2 separate regions of the Anser cygnoides genome follow, and region 1 is linked to region 2. A link is a contact called in public Hi-C data. All regions are on one chromosome and are shown on one strand. Each heading gives the region's core, a stretch centred on a gene start, on an enhancer-like site or on the middle of the called end of the contact. The rest is flanking DNA. Distances are from core to core; before and after follow the strand shown.

Evidence for each region. A called contact is a pair of places that touch in the nucleus more often than the background predicts.
Region 1: a contact with region 2 is called in a Hi-C map of liver, with 3 times the contacts expected there. The contact joins the promoter of SERPINF1 here to the promoter of YWHAE in region 2. A contact is called at or near these places in 2 of 7 Hi-C or Micro-C datasets (both in liver).

What each region holds. Positions count from the first base shown.
Region 1 is chr18:7,504,154-7,509,668 of Taihu_goose_T2T_genome, reverse strand. It overlaps SERPINF1 (serpin family F member 1), which reads right to left and starts at 3,973. Exons shown (of 8, transcript XM_013189919.3): 1 at 3,915-3,973; 2 at 1,290-1,375; 3 at 685-886; 4 at 457-612. The coding sequence starts at 1,367. It overlaps SMYD4 (SET and MYND domain containing 4), which reads left to right. Exons shown (of 11, transcript XR_010825751.1): 11 at 3,462-3,915.
Region 2 is chr18:7,253,050-7,258,197 of Taihu_goose_T2T_genome, reverse strand. YWHAE (tyrosine 3-monooxygenase/tryptophan 5-monooxygenase activation protein epsilon) reads right to left here and starts at 1,313. Exons shown (of 7, transcript XM_048068029.2): 1 at 1,106-1,313. The coding sequence starts at 1,169. LOC136786624 (a long non-coding RNA gene) reads left to right here and starts at 1,370. Exons shown (of 3, transcript XR_010825802.1): 1 at 1,370-1,894; 2 at 2,107-2,212; 3 at 2,874-4,512. CRK (CRK proto-oncogene, adaptor protein) reads right to left here. Exons shown (of 3, transcript XM_048068027.2): 3 at 3,933-5,148.

The DNA of each region.
Region 1 (5,515 bases), core at 2,724-5,223, 250 kb before region 2:
CATGTTCCAAAGAATAGCTCTCAGCTTTCTCAGCAGATGTTCATTGCATGCTGAAAGCAGATATCTCAAATATTTCTGCAATGAATTAAACAAAGAAAACTGGCTGAATGCTGTCACAAATAGGAAAATGTGATTTGTGGTTCTTGGTAGTTAGCAGCATCTGCCAGGAAACCTAGAGTGAAGGCAAAATCCTCGCAGCAAGTTTCTTCTAAGTCTTGTGCATGCTAGTTGCTCTCTCACCAGTGCCTTTTGGTGCATGTCTGGTCTTTTCACTTATTTATATGTACGCAAACTTTCCAGGCTTTATCTGGAGCAGGAATGCATTCCACACACTGTCTGTTGTGGCTTAACAGTCTGAGAGCCAAGGCTGTTACTGTGGTGCTATTGGTTCAGTGTTTTCTACCTGCTGCTAGTTTATATAGGTAAATTTTGATAGAGGGGAAGAAGGACTTGTACTTTTCTCCAAGATGATACGGGAGGCGCTTTTCAGGCTCTTCTCTGGTCCAGTCACAGCGGCCAGTAGGTCCTTGTAGGTGTTGTGGACCTCAGCTTTGTTAAGTAGATCGTAGAAGAGAGCACGAGAAATGACATCTTCTGTTCGTTCTCCAGCCCCTGCCAACAACAAGGACAACAGCATGAAGGAAGGCCTGGCAAGTCAAACAGCACGTGAAAAAAGGAACTCACCGAGTGAGAGACCAGAGAGTGCAGTAGCCAGACTGAACGGAGACAGTAGCACATTGGCAGTGGCTGTCCGGCTAGATTGCTGACGGTACAGGTCATAGCCAAAGTTGGAGACTGCAGCTGCCAGCTTGTTTACAGGGCTTTTATAGAATGGATCTTCCTCTTCGACCTCGCCAGCATTAGCTCCATCAGTGGTGGCAGAGTTCTAGCAAGTACAAGGAGCACTTTGTTTAGACTTGCACTTTACAAGGGCAGGTGCAATCAGAAGCATTTCAAAGGCAAGCAATCTGCAGACACTCTCCTGTGATCCGCAGAAGTATTGGCTTAATCTTCCTGATAGAGTGTAGGAATAGTGATTTCGCTTTAAAGCGTCCCAAGAAAGCTGAAGGCAGTGCTCAGGTTGGAATCCCCTGTATCTGCCTCACATCAGGAGATGATTCTAACTGCTTTGGTTTTATCTGCGTAAAGCAGGAGTTAGTCTCATTATGTTGCTAAATAAAAACCTAGTAACTTAGGAGGGTAGCGTTTAATCCTTTTGTAAGACTTTCTAAAATTAAATTACCTGCTTCAAGTATGGCTCTCACTCTCTGCTGTTGTCTTCTACTTACCTGCCCAGCAGCCGAATTCTGGGATCTGCTTGGGACAGTTAAAAGACCCAGGAAAAGGAGAACCGCTGGAATCTGCATGCCTGAACCTACAGAGTAAGAACATGACAGTTTGAGCAACTGAGAAAAATACATCTCTGCTGCTCCTGTTTGCTGTACCTGGTTGTGACAGGAACTGCAGTGACATGCTGCTGCTTGTTCCTCTTGATTGTGAAACACACACCTGATCTTAGCTGGGTTTTCTTCTTCTCTAGCTTGCTCGAAGTATTCAGCCAGCCTGGCTCCAATGACTTCAAAATTGGGCAAACACACATGCCTGGGTGTGTCTGAACACAAAAGCAGATGTGTGTGGCCCAAACCACACTGATGCTGGCAGCTACTGAGTGCCATGGTCAAGAAAGGCACTAAATCATATCTTCTGAGTTTTAGACTAAAAATTCAACACATCAGCGTTTATAAAAGGTAGCAAATTCATGTTGTTGAATGGGGCAGAAGAGAAGAACTGTCTGCCTACTGCTCTGGTAAACAAGTTTTCTGCCTCGGGCACTAATTTACCATGTTTCTTGTGTCTGCATGTACTTGGAAGGCTATACTGAATCCTTTGCTTCTTATTTGCAGTTTGATAACAGACCAATAGAAGATCTTTCTTACAAGACAGAGAGGAAAAGGGCTGGGAGTAAATACCTAATGCTGTGCCAGATCTAGAGACAGAGCTTGGCTTATTCCATATTTTTAATGGAGGTGGGAGAAAAGTACCAAACTTTCCAAAGCTGATAAGCTTCCTTCTGTGGAATCCACTTTTAATCACTCCAGCATTGGCATATGTGGCCCTTCCAGACAGATCTGTCTGGTCCAAAGGGCAGTGTGTTAACCCAGGGTTTCACTGCGGGTAAACCAGAGCTACTGCAGAAGTGTCATGCCCCTGAGTACAGACGCCACTGCGGCTGGTCTGAGGCAATGTTTATATAGATTCCCAGAAATTAAAGGAAGAGGGTTGTATTTAACTAACCCCTGTGATCCAAGCATCCAGCGAAGTAAGAGAAATAACATGTGTTTCAGATTAACTGCAGCTATAAAGGAAACATGCCTGCTGGTAGAAATACAACTTAAAGCCACGTGGCTACGACAGCCAGAGTTCAGGACCCAGTCTGTTCAGGCAGAGGTTTTCCTTCAGTGAAAGACAGCTCACCGTTTTCCTTTCCTCCCCAAACCCTTTTCTTCTGGAGGTACTTCTGTCCTGGAGAGAGTGGTGTCACGGTGGACGTCTGAAGTTCTCGCGTATGTTTAGGCAGTGTAAGATAAAAGTGGTACCTCTTTTCCCTGTGCACTCGCATCGTGCTATCCCAGTTGCTGAGTAGATGAGATATTCTGGTGCAGGAAATGCTTATTAAGAGGACTTATTACACTGCAACAAACCATGTTTGGTGGTATGACAGTGGGTATGATGCTGGGATTGCTTGTATCATTGCAGAGCTTTAAAATGAATAGGCACCACGCTGAAACAGAGATGACAAGCCCTGCATGCGTCTAAGCAAAGCTAGGGCATGGCGCTAGGGCTTTTGAGGATGCCTGCACCAAGCGGTGTTCTCGCATGCTGAGCAGAAGAGGTTTGGCCCAGTCTGGTTTGGAGATGGTTTTCCATGGAGCGTAACCTTTTCTCTGAAAAAAAGGTTCAGCACAATCCCTGCTTCCAACTATACTGAGCTCCTGGGAGTATAGGAGCGGAGATTGGTTTTGCAGATTTATATTGTTTTTGCCAGTACTGTCACCAGCTTCATATTTCTCGAACTTTGCCAAAAAGCAATTTCCATTTTAGAAGGACAAAGCCTTTTGCATTTGAATTGGCCTGAACATCTGGATTCTATTTGCATGGCCTTTAGTCCACAGCCAAAAATGCAGAGAGGGAAGAATTTGGTTGGAGAAAAGGTGTTGGATGTTTTCAGGCATGCTATTTCAATCTGTAGCTGCCTTTAAAAAGAAGAGAAGGAGCAACAGCATGCAGCGTGTGATGTTACAGTCAGGAAGGTACAGGAAGAAACGAGAAATGAGCTGAGGAGGAACTTTGCGCCTTGGAGCTGTCTGTTTGCGAAGGCCTGCAGGTGCGAAGTGAAATGTTTTGCTTTCCATCTACAGTGGTACAAGTCTCAAATCGTTTATGAATGCTTCTGATTTTAGGGCTCCTACGAAACAGCACCCACGAGCTCAGACCTCAGGTGATTGCTCCACCCCACAGCACCACTCCTGAGGCATCCTGCGACCACCAGACCTAGAGGAGTTGACTATCGCCAAAATTGTTACCGTTGCAAAGAAAAAGCCTCTTCCCAGCTGCAACACAGGTACTAGAAGGGCAGAAAAGGGGAAAAAAATCCCCCAGTCCCTGAGCACACGTCTGCCCCGGTGGCAAAGAGGTGCCCTGGGATGCTGCTGGCTGCCAACCCTCGCTGAGATTGCTCACCTACCTGGCGGGCGTCGCGCCTTTTCACGCCTGCAGCAGAACCGTTTTTTTCCCCACTCCCCGGCTCCCCAAGAGCTCCCCAGCATCATCCCTGCACCCTTTACACCCCTGGCACTCCCTGGCCGCTGGCTGCCGACACGGGGGCAGCGCAAGCAGCCCGAGCTGCCCCTTACCTCGGGCTCCTCTCGGCCGCCGCTGCCGCAGCTTCCCAGCGGGTGCGAGCCGGGGCCAGTGCGGGCTCAACGCAGCCACATCTGCTTTTTGCTGCCTCCCCAGCCCAGCCTTCGGCAGGCTTCAGGTTACAGCTTCCCAGGGCGCTCTTAAAGTGCTCTGCTCTCATTTTCTCTTGCTGTGATCCTCTGGCTGAGCTGTGCGCGCTTGTGATGAACCTTCGCCTCCAAAGCAAATGTGCGTTCTGCGATAAGGGCAGTCCAGCGGCTAAAACAGGACCGAGCCAAACGCTCAGCCTTCTTCTTCCCTGCCGTGTTTGAGCAAGCCTTTTATCCCCTCAGTTCTGCCCCATGTCACATGAGAGACTTTCTCCCATCTCGGCGGTACCGTTATTACAGCAGTGCAGAGGAGGTACCGTCACTGCAGCAGCGTTTGAAGATTTAATGGAGAGGCTGCTACAGTGGAAGCAGGATCCAGCTGCCGTTTAAAGCAGTTAAGGGGAAGGTACTCAGCAGTGGTTCTGTCCAGTGATAGTTACTAGTTAACAAGTTATTAACATAACTGGCTGGAAGTTTTTTGGCCAAAAAAAAGGAGAAAAAAAAGAATGAAGAGAATGTTGTAGGACCTATAGAACAATAAGTGGTCTGAACAAGGTAAAGGGGCAGAGGTTAGTTGTTATTTTTAATAGTAGAAGCATCATGGGGAATACTCATCAGTATCCACGTATCTGCCTATTTAAAACAACAGTGTGTTTTTCAAAAGTATTAAGTTGTAAAACTTAAAGTAACTAGATATTGCAGAAGATGGAAGATGTGGATTAAAAAAAATAGTGGAAGACAGGTCCACCGAAGGCTGGCGGTGGTCAGATGCAATATCCAGCGGGGCAGCTGAGAGGTGCAACGAGAGAGCAGTTGTTTTTCTTTGTCCCTACTTACACGTTCTTGGTGGTTTTCTGATTTTTTTTTTTCCCCATTCGTTTGTTACTGGGAGAGACAGAATACTGGGCTGAACTGACACGTAGCTGGCCTGAGCCACTCCAGCTGTTTGTCTATTTGGAAATGCTGAAAGTAAACTCTAGCCAATAATATCAGTGCCCACAGTTTAGGTTTTTATTGAGACATCTTTTGGGGCTGCCAGCCATGCTGCGAACAGGTAATGAAGAATTACTCATGCGTGCTTGCGCTGGACTTATACAATCCCTCAGATAAGAGGAAAGGATGGTTTTGGAGAAGCATTGGCAGCTGTTTCTGCAAGCAGGAAAAGCAAATCAGGGAGCCTTGCTTTGTGATTAGTCGGTGCTTCAAAGGTAACCCTATAACATGAAGAGCAACAGCTCAGCTCTCAGCTGTTTCTCAGCTTGTTCTGTGAGAAGTCAAATCTGCAGAAAGATGTTTGTGCATAATAGTTTTCCATCATCCCGTCAGAAATGAGGGTGTTAGCTGTGGAGATCTTGTGATGGTTTTTGTCTCATTTTGGTAAATTTTTTTGTACAAATACAGTATTAAAATGCCCTTTATGGAGGGACTACCGGAGAAGTTTTTTATATCTTGTCTGTATCGTCAAATGAAAGCTCATCTGTTTAAATAAAGGCTTGGGTTTAAAC
Region 2 (5,148 bases), core at 64-2,563:
CTCACCAAATTACCTTATTGTGCTATGAAAATTGTGAACAAAGTATTTGGAGCATCTCCCTACCTCTAAATGAAACATAGCTGTATTCTTTTCTTTTTTTTTTTTTAAACATACACAGGTATTTCACTTCAAATGCATAAACACGAGTCTTAAGGCAGAAGTAACAGTCCCAGAAGTTTAACACCATTGAGAAAATTAAAGGCCTTGTCTATTATAGGCAATAGAAACACGTTTAAATAGACAGTCACAAGGCAGACATTTCTGGGGCAGCAGACACCATTCCAGGGTTGTCAGCTCCCTCCCACCACCACTCTTCCCCAGATCTGTACCGATCAGGCACAGCACACAAACTTTATCGGGGAAAAAAAAGAAAAAAACCACACAATACTGGAAAAAGAAAATGAAATGTAATAGCATCTTGCGCATAATGAAAGCGTACGCATTTCCTTTAGGCAATGAAGTATCACGTAGTACTAGATGGCTCCAGGGTGAGAGCTCGGTCTCTCTCTGGGTTTGCCAGGGGCAGCGGTATCTCCACCGGAAAGCAAAAGAACAGAAAGAAAAGCGGCAGCCCCACTCCCCTAGGAGCGGCCACGGCGAGCGGGCCTCTCCCCACCATCTCCCCCCCGAGGGGCCGAGCGAGCCGGGCACCCACCTCCCGGAGAGGGCGTTGTCTGCGGCGAGCCGCCCTCAGCCCTGCAGCCCGGCTGAAGGGAAGCGAGGCCCGGGCCGTGAGTACCGCCCCGAGGCACCCGAGCAGCAGCGGCGGGGTCTCTTTGTGTCCCCCCCCCCCACCTCCATGAGGCGGGGGCGGCTCCCCCTTCCCCCCGGGACTCGCCCTTCGCGGCCGCCATTTTATTCCCGGCTCTGCCGCCGCCGCCGCCCCCCCCCCCCAGCGGCCCCGCCCAGGCCCGAGCCTCCCGCTCCTTCAGGCCCCCCAGCCCCAGCTCCCTCAGCCCCCTCAGGGGGGTGCCAGGCGCCATTTTGTCCGTGCCCCCCCTCCGCCCCTGCCCCCCCCTCCCCCGCCCAGCCGCCATTTTGTGGCCGCTCCCTCCCTCCCTTCTCCCCCTCGGCCTCGCAGGGCTTTTCCTCAGCCGGCGCTCACCATCGTAGCGCTCAGCCTGCTCGGCCAACTTGGCCTGATAGACGAGATCCTCCCGATCGTCCATGGCCTGCAGGCGGAGTGGCGTCGGGGAGTGTCCGGGGCGGATGGAAGCCGATGGGGCCGGGGGGCTCAGCAGCTACCAGCTCGCTGCTCTCCGGGCAAATATGGCGGCAGCGCCTCCTCCCGCTGCATCCGGGCACTTCCGCAAGGGCGCGCATGCGCCCTGCGCCTTCCCATGGCAACGGCGGCTCCTTGGCAACGGGCGGGAGGCGGGCGGCGGGCTGGGGACCTGGGGGTCGCGGGTTCGAGGCCGGGGCCAGCCGCTCCCGAACGGCGGCCTCGGGACCGCGGGCGAGAGGGCGCCGTTGCGCAAGGGAAGGCGGCGGGGAGCGGTGCGGGGCCGCTGGGGGCACTGCGGGCAGCCGAGGCCAGGGGCCGGACTCTGGGCCCTGCCTCCCGGGAGGGAAGAGCCGGGAGCCGGGCCCGCGCCGCGGGCTGGGGGTGAGGGTGGCGGCGGCGGCGTTTCCCTCAGGGCGTCCGCGGCTTCCCCTCAGGCAGCGCGGTCCTGCTGCCCTCCAACGCTGACAATGCCTCCGGAATTAACGTCTCCCTTTTTGTAGGAACCGCTGGGTATTGCTTTTGACTTAGCAATGTGTCTGGAAATGAGTGAAAAAGAGAATGTCTGACCTAGCAGGTTTCTGCAGCCTCTCCAGGGTGTGTTCTCAAGCGAAGTATCACCCTCAGTGTATTTATCTGGGGCAAGGCACGATAATCTCATGGTTTAAAGAGGTTAGAAGAACACTGAATGTTTCAGAAGTTCCTCACGGTGTCTTTCTGAAATATTTGGAACATATGCTTAAATAATTGAGATAGCGCCTCAATTTCCCGAATCAAAATGGTCTGAAGAAATGAAAAGGGATTATGTTTGGCTAGCACAAATTTAATCTTCAAAGATTTGCTCAGGATGGATGTGGACAAAGTCTCATCTCTCTTTTTTCCAGCGTCACCCAGGCTCAGCCTTCCTGAGGTGTAGCAGCACACAAAGGCCTTTGCAGCTTCTGAAGGCAGCAGACTGAGCAGTCCCTGGCACCTCTTGGATGTTGCTGAGTATCCTCCTATTTACTGTTTTATATTGTGCCTGCCGAAATGGGCTCCTAACGTGTGACTGCACACACACTTAAACCATCATTTTAAAAAGTGGTTTATTGTTTCCTGATTCATTTTGACACATTATTTCAGGTAGCGAACATGAGTTCCAGGATGCGTAAAATTAACATTTTGTGGTTTTCTCACAGATACATCTAAAAATATAGGAGTGATGTTTATGTCACTGTGTGCCTAACTAAATAATTGATGATCTATTTCCACTGGACATTTTGGACCCCAACTCTTGTTCAGATCTCAGGGTAATTTAACCAGAATTCCATACAACAAAAAAACAAAGACATTAGCACATCTGAGCTAAAATGAAAATTATGTGTCAAGTCCGGAAAAAAATGCTATTTTCAAGAGGAAATATGATCAGAAAATGCAGATTTTGTTGAAACTGGGAATCATTATATACCTTTATCTGTGAATTGTTCATACATACACAGTACAGTTACCAAGGATTTTGGTAGGCATCCTAAAGATCCCAGCAGTAATAGAGAATCACTGTATATTTGTTTAACATTGCAAGATTTGCAAATCACCTCAGTGCTTCATAAATCTTAACCAATCTTTATTAGATTTGCCTTAAGAACTTTTCCTTGATCCTCATGTTCAGCAGGCACTCAACTTGTAGAGAGCTCAAGGCTATAAACAAACCAGGCTGCTATAAGCATACTTATTGGCCAGAAGTGAGGTGCATGCTTCCTACCTTTGTTAAACTGCAGCGTATTGTCTAAATAGTTCAAACATATTTGTATGCAGTTGTTACAGGTGGCATGCAAATGTTTGGAAATTGGTCAGGTATTTGGTGAAGCGTAAGGAGTATACAGCCTAATGCAGCTAAATACTCAAAGCAGAATTTCCTGGTGCAATCCTTGCCTTGTCCTTTGCACCCACAGCATTTACATAAATTGATCGAACCACTCCTGCAACAGCAAATCACCACTGCAAGGATGAGCAATAGTTCTCTGTATTAGTCCTGCATGGTTTGCAAATACCAGTATCAGGAGGATGTGCCCGTCAGGGAATTGTGGAGAGGTGTATAGGACCTCTTCAGGATAGCTATAGTGAGCTTTTAAATTATCTTGGGTAATCTAATTTAGAGGTAATCTTTCTTGTGGCTCCACTGCAGACAAGTTATATGAGCAAGGAGTAAAACTGAGCATAATAATTCTGGCTGTGATTTTTTTTTTTCCATCTGAGGCATAATCTTCATAGTGTGGAGGTATGACAAGAAAACAGTACAACTAAATGCAAAGTCACTCATTTAACACTTCCCACTTGAGGACTCCACTAGACAGCACTGGCCAAGAAAGTTATCTGTCATAGCCAGCCAATGGAGTATCAATCAACTCAAATATGAGGAGCTACAATTGCAATGTAGTGACTAAGAAAACAAATGCTGTCCTTGAACTTCCTGGCAAGAGAAAATACTCCTCCTCCCCTTTGCCTCAAGAAACTCATTTGATTACAGAAAGTCACCCTGTTTCAAAAAAAGGCCACAATATTTTACTGGTTGATAACTTTAGTTACCTTGGATCATCTTTCTTGTACAGGTCTTTAATTGTTTTCAGATAAGCACGGTCAATAAAATATGAAAATACCAGCTGTTCTATTTTTACATTCCTATATGCAAGTATTCCAATGACAGTTGATTGAGAATGACACCAAGCCAAAGTTTTGGCTATACTTTTATTTACTTCACGTACTATGAACATATACATTACATGCTACAAAAAAAAAAATAAAAAAAGACTTTAACTGTCAAGAAAGTGGATAGTGTTATAATACAATGGCACATGTTCATATTTTTCTTCAAACTGGTTTGGTTAGAATCCTTCCCCAAAACCATTAACAAAAACGAAGTGTTTTAATCTTAAGATGATTAGAAATATTTGCATTATTAACAAATACAATTCAAACAGATTAACAAGATTTAACCATGTCAAATATTAGTAAAAAGGCTGGGGTTTACCAAAATGAAATATATATTAAAAAACCATAGCAGCCAGTTGTACTTTTAGTGTGATATAATGTGTAAATGCACCAGAAGAACACAGTGTAATTGAGCATTCTGCTTTCATGGTGTATTTCTAGAAATGATTATTCTAGTTCTAACACCTGCCTATGCACAATAGACCAAAACCACAGCCAAATAGAGACAAAAGATTGTGACCAACGTTCTTAGCAATGATTTTTTTGCACGCATTGGTAAGAAGGGAGAGAACAAATAGAAGGATAAACAAAGGCCACAAGAGGATTTAATCTACATGTTCATGAACATGTGTTCTACCCTATTTTCCTTTAAAAGAGCTCGATAAGTTGAAATGTCTATTTTGCACAAATGCAAACATTAATTTCTATCACCTATGAAACAAAATCACATTTCAGCTTAGAACTGAACAGGGGAAAACAGTTGTGTTAATGTATCTGTTGACTAAGAAAAACTGCTTGACAAGAACTTCAGATTCTAGTGCAACAGCAGCTATTAAGACTCCTCTAGTTTCTTTTTCCGCTCTTTCAAAGTGTACAAATATTTGCAATTTATACAGTCTTCACAAAAACACACCTACAAACTCTGCAGTGTATTTGTTAGTTGATTCAATTTAAGCCATATTAAAAAGGCAATATTTGCATAATAAAATTCCTTTCAGAAAAAAGTTCTTTTGGTATGTTAAAATAATTGCTGATTGGAAAGGTACAAATGTATGGGCTTTCGTTAATTGCAATTGGAAAAAAATACTTCAGAACAAACTGTGTTACTCTTAACAACAGAGTTCATTATGCTTCTTTTGCAAAACCTGAAGAAAAATATAAGCATATATGGGCAACTGATAAGCTCAGTATATAAGTCTGTATTAAAATGCAGCTACTGAAAAATCAGTTGCAGTAAA